Regions from separate parts of the Drosophila melanogaster genome. Here region 2 is linked to region 1. The links are chromatin contacts, called in public targeted proximity ligation maps. All regions are on one chromosome and are shown on one strand. The core of a region is the stretch at or near the end of the contact, and the rest is flanking DNA. Distances in the headings are between cores, read along the strand shown. Region 1 holds the start of lncRNA:CR45820 (long non-coding RNA:CR45820). Region 2 overlaps CG32264.

Region 1 (4,165 bases), core at 168-2,667:
CAAATAAAACCAAGGAATGTCACTCGAGTTGCAAGTTGTCTGCCAAGGCCATTACAACAACAACACACTAACTGTAGTTGCTAGTTGCTGGACTTGTCTTGTCTTAGCCGCTTGTCAGCGAACTGATACTTGCAGCTTAACTATCGTTAATTGCCGCACGAGCTGCCGCTTGTGTTGCCTCGTTTTAATTACACCCAGCTCTGTGTCTGTAACTCACAGTCGCTCCTTCTAAACTGCTTCATTCGCCGGCCATAAAAGTTATGAAGTTATAAGACGTTGCACAACAGAAATTAAGTACCTACACGCTAAACAATAAAACTAGACTTCAGTTGAAGAGCAGTCAAAGTATATAGCCACCATAATAAAACGAAGGAAAATAAATCCAGTAGTACCTTTCTGTTTAGTTTAGTACGAACTAAACTATTTACGAACAGAGATCGTTTTTAAAATCGTTTTTAATGCTTGTATAGTGCAGCACTTGCTTGGACTTCTTTTTTTTCCGGTGCAGCTTATAGTTACAGCGCTTCCTCTTCAGCTTTTGATGAGTGCATTCCATAGATCAGAATTACACAGACCGGAATCACGCACACATATGATCTTTTCTGTCTTCTGAGCTGTGGATAACATGGAATGATTCATTGGATTTTTCTTTCTTGAGTTCGAGTTTTTTGAGGATGTCTGTAAAGTGGATTTAAGATATGAAAACATGTTCGTAGTTGTGTTCACTTGAAATACAGGGATTAGTTGTAATACATTTATTCGTTCCAAATAAAAACGTAAAATTTCACAACGACAACCACTTAAATCTGGTCACCTCGACTTAGATAAAACTACAAACACCTCTTGCCTCAAGTGAAAAATCCTCAACTTACTTAACCAACAATTGTGACACTTATTCCTCCGCCCACTTCCGCTCCTATGAAATAGAGGATAACTTTGCTCGACTGAAGTGAGATTCTTGAGATAACTCGAGGCTCCTTTGCTCCTTTTTGGTGTAAATATTTTATGGCGTCGAATGTCCGACTTTGACACTTGGTTGTCGGCTATATCGTCGCCATCGCATCATCATCATCGTCGTCGTCGTCGTCTCTATTTCTTTGTGCCAGTGATACAGTTCTGTACAGTGTTTCACCTCGCTCTTAGCCATGTTTTTCTCGTTTTTGCAGGCTTGTCATAATCCTTTCTGATAGCATTTTATGTCACAAGCCATGGCCAAACACACTCGACGTTGTCTATGGCTTTAACCCTTGACTGGTGTCCGTCTATCTGGCCGCCAGTCGCAGCCACTTGATAACTTTACACTTGAGCTCACTATCGCTGCTATTTTCAGACCTACTCAATGGCAGAAAAAAAAAAATGGGGAAAAAACCGAGAAAAATGTATATAAAAGATTCAGCAGCCGAAGACGAAGCGCGATAAGCAGCTAATGGTCGCCGACTGTTGATGCTTCCTCCACCGACTCGCTTTTATCTCCCGGAACTCCACACCCACCCTCTCTCTATATGGTATCTCCGCCACTCACTTCCCAAGTCTTTTCAATGCCCTCAGAAGAACTAAACTGGACTCTGCCCGCATATGTGCTGCTGACACAGTGATAACTGCTTTAAGTGGATCTATAGTTCCATGATACATGGAAATGCGGGTCGTAAGCTTTAAATTGATTTCAGAGCGGCTTAGATGTGATTAAAAATCAATTAAAAGCAGATTTACTGTTAAAATAGTTACTATCTCTTCACACTTAAGTTAAACTTTCTATTATCAAGCTTTTGGCCTTTCTAAAGCTTGACTGATTGGTATTGAACCTACGAGTGCTGACCAGTTTCTTTATATCCAGTAATCCCTGTACCATCACAGTCCATTCAAGTGCCACTGAGCAGATTCCGCTATCAGAACACGCATCGTTTCTCGCTTTTCGTCTCGCTTTCCCATCGCTTTTCAGCATTGTATTTACGCTCTGATTTGTGAAGAGCAAGAAACGCTACAGATGCCATCTGCCCCGCCCACCGACCAACGCCAACATCCCGACAACTTTCCGCCCCAACTTATCTGAAGATTTGAAGTACATACATATATGTGGACAAATCCGCTTTGGTGGCCCGTTTAATATGTCATGTCATTGATATGAAAACCCTCTTTCATTTGGTTTCAGTTTTATTTTCCGGCATGTGAGCTGATCTCCGCGACGGCCACACGTCGTATGAGTAATCACGCACATGACCTTTCGCTCGCTTAAGCACATTTAATGCAGCTACCCCCCACCTCCCACTAAATGTTGCACTATTAAATAAGTTATATGAGAAAGTACTCATACATGTTGCCAGCGCAAAATCCATATAGCGGAAGATTTTTTTACGCCCTCAGCGCGTTGAAAAGAAATTTATGCGGGTATTTTCCGTGTTTTATTACACGAATTCCTGAATTTCTGAGTAATTTAGTGAGGCCTCTAACATGGAGGGTTTTCCTCGATTTTTCCGTGCTTATGTTTGTGACATTGATGAGTGGCACTGAGCACTGAACTGTGTTTCGGGTTAATGGTTCACCATTGCGAAGGGGTTAAAGGTTTCGAGAAAAATATTTAATTTTTTTTCTTCTCGTATATATTTATCATGAAATACTGAAATGTAGTTAGGTAATAATAGCAGTAAAATAAATACAGACTCCACCGACTGATAAGCAGGCAACTAGAAGCACTTAAAGTGCACCTGGCACTCCCTGAGTTGCATTACATCATTCGGTTTGTTCTACTTCTGTCAATTATGTGTGTTTATCTTTTTTCACCGATTCCCAACACCACACATTTTCCAATTTCAAACAGCTTAACCCCTTGGGACACCGTGCTCGGGATTATTCTGCATTTTCGCCGACTATCATTGACTGTCCATAAACATTTGTGCCCCGTTCCATTTTATTATTTTACTCTCTGCCGGTGACAGGCGTTTCGTACATGTTCGATAATTTGTTTTTAAACGGCTCATTGTTGCTGGTGTTGCTGCTGTTTCGACTCTTGTCGAATGGGTACATTACATTACAGGTACATGTGTTGTCTGGAGCTGAAGAAAAAACCGAATCTTTTTTTATATGCCAGGCCAAGCGTCAATGCTGCCTGGAAAACGTGCCTTGAATGCGAGCAGGTTTTTTCCCCCCCCCCCCCCCCTTTATTTTCTTTGGAGGCTCACCGCCCATAATAAAAGTATTTTAAGTGAAATTCACAGCCTTCCGACGTAAATCGTAAAAATTCTGTTTTCAACGCGGCTTTTACTATTTCGTTGTTTGGTTTCTTTGGCGGTTGTGTTCTGGTCTGCTGTTTGGCAACGCGGGTAGAATTCAATTAGGCTGAAATAGTTTGGAAGTCAATTTGCAATTAGCTGCAGAGGAAAAAATGATTGGCTCTTTGAAAAAAATAATATCCACAATAAGGACATATCTTGCATGCTATAAATCAGTGAGCTTACATTTAATTTGATTATATAATACAGAATCATTTAAATAAATATTTATCAGTGTAACTGGCAAGTTTGCCGCCAGCTCGTCTGGTTCTCATTTTTTTTGCTGTACAACTTTATTTTTGGCATCTTTAGCTCGTTCTTCACTCGTTCAATGACTCTAATTCTGTAGTGAATGTCAAGGGATCCTCCCTTCGCCGCTCCGTTCTTTTGCCATTTCCTAATGCAGTTTTCAATTTGCCATTTCTGCTGATGCTGTTCGTGCCTTTGTTTATTGTTTATCTATGCCGCTGCATTTTTTCTTCCCGTTGTATTGTTTATTTTCGGTGGCTTACGCTGACGTCAAACAACGTTCACGACATTTGCGATCGGAAGACTGTAACACGTCCGTGCTCTTTGCTTCCACCATGGGTTTCCCTTTCCGATTATTATGTTTTTTGCATGCAAAGTGCAATGCCAACAGCAGCAGAAAAAGCAGAAGCCGTAGCTTCAGCGATAAACACAGCCAGACTAGACACCGCATAAACAAGGAAAATACCAAAAAATTGGTAGGGGGTGGCCACAAAAGGCTTTTTGCATTTTAATAGAAATGTTCTGGCGTCTTGCGCGCCGACGAAGACTCAAGCTCAACTCATGGCCCTTGTTGTGGCGGTAGATAAGAGTTTTTGGGGGGCACACTACATGGCTTATGGGTGCATTGAATTTGAAATAAAACAAAAGCA
Region 2 (4,758 bases), core at 1,698-4,197, 220 kb after region 1:
CTACGCAACTCAAGCGGAAGGAAGACGCTTCTTCTTTGGCAAGCAAACAATTTAGCAGAGTGCTAACCTGTCTAGTTACGCAGATCGGGCAGATGGCGGTGGGGGCTTCGAGGGGGGGAGGGATATCACACTATAAGCCTTGGCTATATCGTGCGTGGCTTATGGCCAATTTCCGTTATGCTTGCGCTTTGCTTTTGCTGCTCTTCTAGCTAAGCCGTAAGCAAAACTTGCCAGCAATTGGCAGCCAACAAAAAGTTTTGTTGCACATGGCAAATAAAACAGAAGAAACTAAAGAGGGAAACAAATAAAACAAAAGAAATGGAGGGGGTATCCAAAAGTTGTGGGAATAATCAGCAAGTTAATTTGTGCGATTGGCACGCATTAAGAGATATAACAAATGTATATTTCAGCTGGAGTCTTATGTGATTTTACTTTTATATAGAATGGATTTGATGTAAATACTGCTCAAGAATTCACTCGAATGGTATTTTCAATATATTCTTAATTAAATTAAAGTAAAGACTATTTATTTAGGATATAATATTTTTTGAAAACTTACCTGGTTCTGGAATATTGCCCAGGGGACTCTCAGGCATTAGAATCCCCTTTTGCACTAGCTCATCACGATTGGCACGCACAGAAATCTTACGCTCCAGGGCTAAAAAAAAATCATATTAATTAATATTAGAAATACTACATTTTGCATGCATTTGATTTACTTACATTTGGAGGCCGCCTCGAACTTCTCGCTCTTCTTTTTCCGTCGCCATTTCCAGGGCTTAAAGAATCTGCCCAGGGCACTGAGTTTGCTCTTCCTTTCCAAAGGTGGCGTCCTAGTGCCCGAACCCAGGCTATTTGTGCGTATGGCAGCTCCATTCTGTTTCTTAGCTGCAATCGAAAACGAAAACGAAGAGGGGCAAATTAGTAATTAGCATACATGGTAAAACATTTCAATGAAAACGCTCTGCCGGAAACGGAAGCGGGCGTTCCCCCATTTTGGGCCACCGCTTATTAAATGGACGCATTCCACGCCCACTTTTACCGCTACTGCGGCTTTTGTTTTTTTGCTTTTCCTGAAATATGTGTGCAAACTGCAATTTCATACGATTGTGCAATCATTAGCGAAATGCTTTGCAAGCTAGGAATTCAGTAATGGATTTATTCACAACAAAGAAATACAAAATGCACTGCCAACGGTGCGTAAAATCCTATTAGGCAGGTCATTAAAAGGGAGGATTTTTAAACAAAGTATTGTATAAAAAATAACTGCTAATTGCACTTCAAGTTAAGCGAAATTGAATTTACTTTCCAATTTTAAATATGTACTCCAAATTTGAACAAACCATCAATCTTTTCCCTTTCATCGAACGCAAAAGATAAACTTTAAATTGAACGTCAAAGGCTTATAAATATATTCACTCAAGCGAATGAAGTTTCCCAGTGGAATATTTGTATTTTCATTCCTTCAACTGGACAAATATTTAAATTCCTACTCTGCTATTTGAGGCTCCATCTCAGTTTGCATTGGAAAATCTCTTTCCCAAACAATTGATGCCGAGAAAATGGGAGAAATACATACCCGTAAATCAGCAAAAGGATGAAGATAAGGCAAAGAAAAGTCAACAAAAACAGCACTAGATATGTCGACTCATTCCGAAGTTGGACCGACCAATCCCGCCCACTTTTCCCTGCTCTTGATGCTGCTTTTTCAGATAAGCTCTGGCATACAACAACGTGAAGCATAAAAAAGACTACACCCACATGGTGAAAAACTTCGAAGTGCTGCCTGCATTGAAGCGTTGAAATTAGGCTACCTGAGCCATAGGAGAAAGATGTGGGGGGGGGGGGTTTGTTGGGCACTTGGAGGTAGAAAAATAAAGGGGAACCAACTGTAAAACTACTGCAAATGGGCTAACAACTATTTGGCTTCCTGATCTTCTTACCATAACTGGGCTTCTCTCGCAGCGACTGCTCCAATTGTGGTCAATTGTTGGTCAACAGCAGCCGCCAGTTACATAATAAAAACTGTGCGAAAAGGAGGACACACAAGTGAAGTGAGTCCAGCATCTTTAAGTTGCTTCTAGTTTCGTTTTGTGTATCTCGCAAATGTGTGTCACTTTGAGGGAATTACTTTGGCCAACAGCAGACGCCCTACAAAGAATAACAGCTAGGAAAATCTTCGACTCATTTCGAATGGCGCCAACAAAGAGAATCGCGCAGCGGCGGGGGAAATGCGGAAAATACCCGGAAAATTGGGTGACAAATTCGCTTGGTGAACATGTTTAGTTGAAAAGAAATGCCAACAGTCGCTATTTAGTTTCGTTTAATATAAGAACAGTGAATATGTTAGCTCATCTTTAAAATCACTTCAACATTTAAGTCCTAAAATAATTAACTTATAATTGGTTTAATTCACATGCAAAGGAAAATGACTTAATTTATAGCAGCGCTTTTCATGATGTTTGTTTTAATAAATTTATTCATATGGCTGGGAAAAAATAACCCATTGCATCTTCCCACACCGAGCAGTTAATTAATTTCAAACTAATTTGTTTCCCAGTCCAAAAGATCATAAAATCGGCATACCCAACCGGCTGGTAAACAGATATTACACATCATCAGAATCACAGCACGAGACCAGAAATTGTTAAGACGAAATGGCAATTTCGGACGCGTCTTCCCCAATTTCCGCGGCTGTTTCCCCGTTTTTTTTTTTTTTTTATGGCCCAAAGGGAAAACCAAATACAAAATAAGGCAAATAATGTGCGCTATATGCAAAACACACGAAAATAAACAACGCAGTCGACGTTGTCGTCATTATATTATTTTTATTTCATTTTCTTTACACGATTTTCTGTGGCGAGAACCGGTTTGGGGAGCATCGTTGGACGTTTGAATGAATGCAGCAGCTTCCAAGATTTTGGCAACAACAACCAAGTACAACAAAAGCCAGTGAAGGGCGCGGCAAAAGCAACAGCAACAATATCATTAAAAAATAACCAAACAAAAAACAGCAACGGGTTTTCGCGAAAGTTGTTGTCATTGTTCGCTTGTTGTTGCTGTTATTGTTTTCGCTGCTATTCTCGCTTGAGCGGCAGTTTTTTGTTACTACTACAGTAAGGCATTGATAACATGAATTTTTTACAGATGGATAAATCTGACTATTAAATATGAATAATAAGTACTATTGTTTGCTTTTATGAACCTATATTATATCAAGATATAATTATTTAGATATTTATTCCATATATTTTATGAAGTATACACTTTAACAATAACCACTGTAGTGGGTCTTAAATTTTTCGGGGCGCCCGCCAGATTCGCTTGAGGCCAAAAGCGAGACAGTTAAAGAGGCAGAGAGAAAACCCAAGAAATATGGCTGACTCTTGCTGGAAAAATGTTTTCTTCTCATTGTTGTAGGTATGTAATGTTACACGATGTGAATGGGTGGTACCTCAAGGGGGGTGGGGGTAGCAACGGGAAAAACACAGTACTCGGGCAAAAAACAAGCCATAAACTGACAACCAGATGAGAGTCAAGGAGTAAAAGTATGAAAACATCCATTCGATATGCGGATAAATTATTACGAGCACACAAATTATGAATGTTTAAGCTGGATTTATGCAAAGGGTTCAAAACGTATGGATTTTCACTTGAATTTGCAGCTTAAATAAGCTGCTTTGGTTTTTATACATTTAACGTTCTATATATGGTACATTTGTTTGTACATACATATACGATCTATTGAAGGTGTACGAATTCCGTTCTACGTAAAATGTCAATTGGCTTGCTCCACTTTAAAGCGCACTACTCGCTTATAAATAAACAAAAATCGTCGCTGATAACTACACCGCAAACACGATGAATAAATATAAGTGAATAAAAAACGAACAGCTAACAATAACATGGGGGAATTTATTTGCACAACGTGATGTGCTCAACAATTTGTTAAAAACAACACAGAGAAGAAGAGTTGAGAAATAAACTTAAGCCGGGGATTTTAGGCACCTAACAAAGTCAAAGGTATATATATAAATTATTTCTACAACTTATCGCATGCAACACATTTTGTATTTGAGCCAACGAATAAATTACCACAAAAGCAAAAGTGAGTGAAAAATCAGAGACTGAGGCTGACACAACATGTCAAAGCTGAAATCCCACAAAAACAAACCAAAAGTTAATTACAGTGAATAAGAGTAATGTATTGGCGGTGGGTGCGTGAGAAAAATGTGCTATTATTATCGTAAACATCGGTAAATGTAAATTTTCCTTCACACTCGCAAATAAATTCACATAAATTTTTTGGTAACTTTAAGGAGTTAATAAATTATAATCTTCAAGACCTAATTCAAATCACGGCTCATCTCTAGCTGAGTGCGAGAAAAAAAAATCGTGGCCAAAATGTCAGACAGGTTGAAGCCTTTGGCGGAAAGTGAAACACTCGCAGAGAAAAGAAAAATTTTTTTTGTGTGAAAAATAAATTGCAATTTTCTCTCATTTGCACCCCATGCTAATTTTCTTTATAAAATAGATTTTGGTGTGGTTTTTTTTTTGTTTTTTCTTGTTTTTTTTTTATTTTTTTGAAGGTTATTCGGCACTAATTGAAGCCAGGCAATGGCAATTACAAATGAATTGAACGCACACACCGAGTCGCTGGCAATTTGTGGGCCCGGTCTAATGTCGATTTGATTGCAATATGAAGCCTGAAATTAAATGTAATCGTTTGCAATCGAATTGGCAAGTGAAAGGGGAGTT

Evidence for each region.
Region 2: a contact with region 1 is called in a targeted proximity ligation map of the Kc167 cell line, with 5 times the contacts expected there. A contact is called at or near these places in 5 of 107 Hi-C or Micro-C datasets (the Clone 8 cell line, the D17-c3 cell line, the Kc167 cell line and 1 more) and 3 of 7 datasets of targeted methods (the Kc167 cell line and the S2 cell line).

The regions. Positions count from the first base shown.
Region 1 is chr3L:3,554,882-3,559,046 of dm6, forward strand. lncRNA:CR45820 (long non-coding RNA:CR45820) reads right to left here and starts at 1,418. Exons shown (of 1, transcript NR_133166.1): 1 at 750-1,418. The region is part of intron 3 of Eip63E (Ecdysone-induced protein 63E); the gene reads left to right.
Region 2 is chr3L:3,768,519-3,773,276 of dm6, forward strand. It overlaps CG32264, which reads right to left. Exons shown (of 11, transcript NM_206268.4): 3 at 724-888; 4 at 560-658. Among named protein-coding and RNA genes, the nearest start is that of ppk27, 16 kb to the left of the region's middle.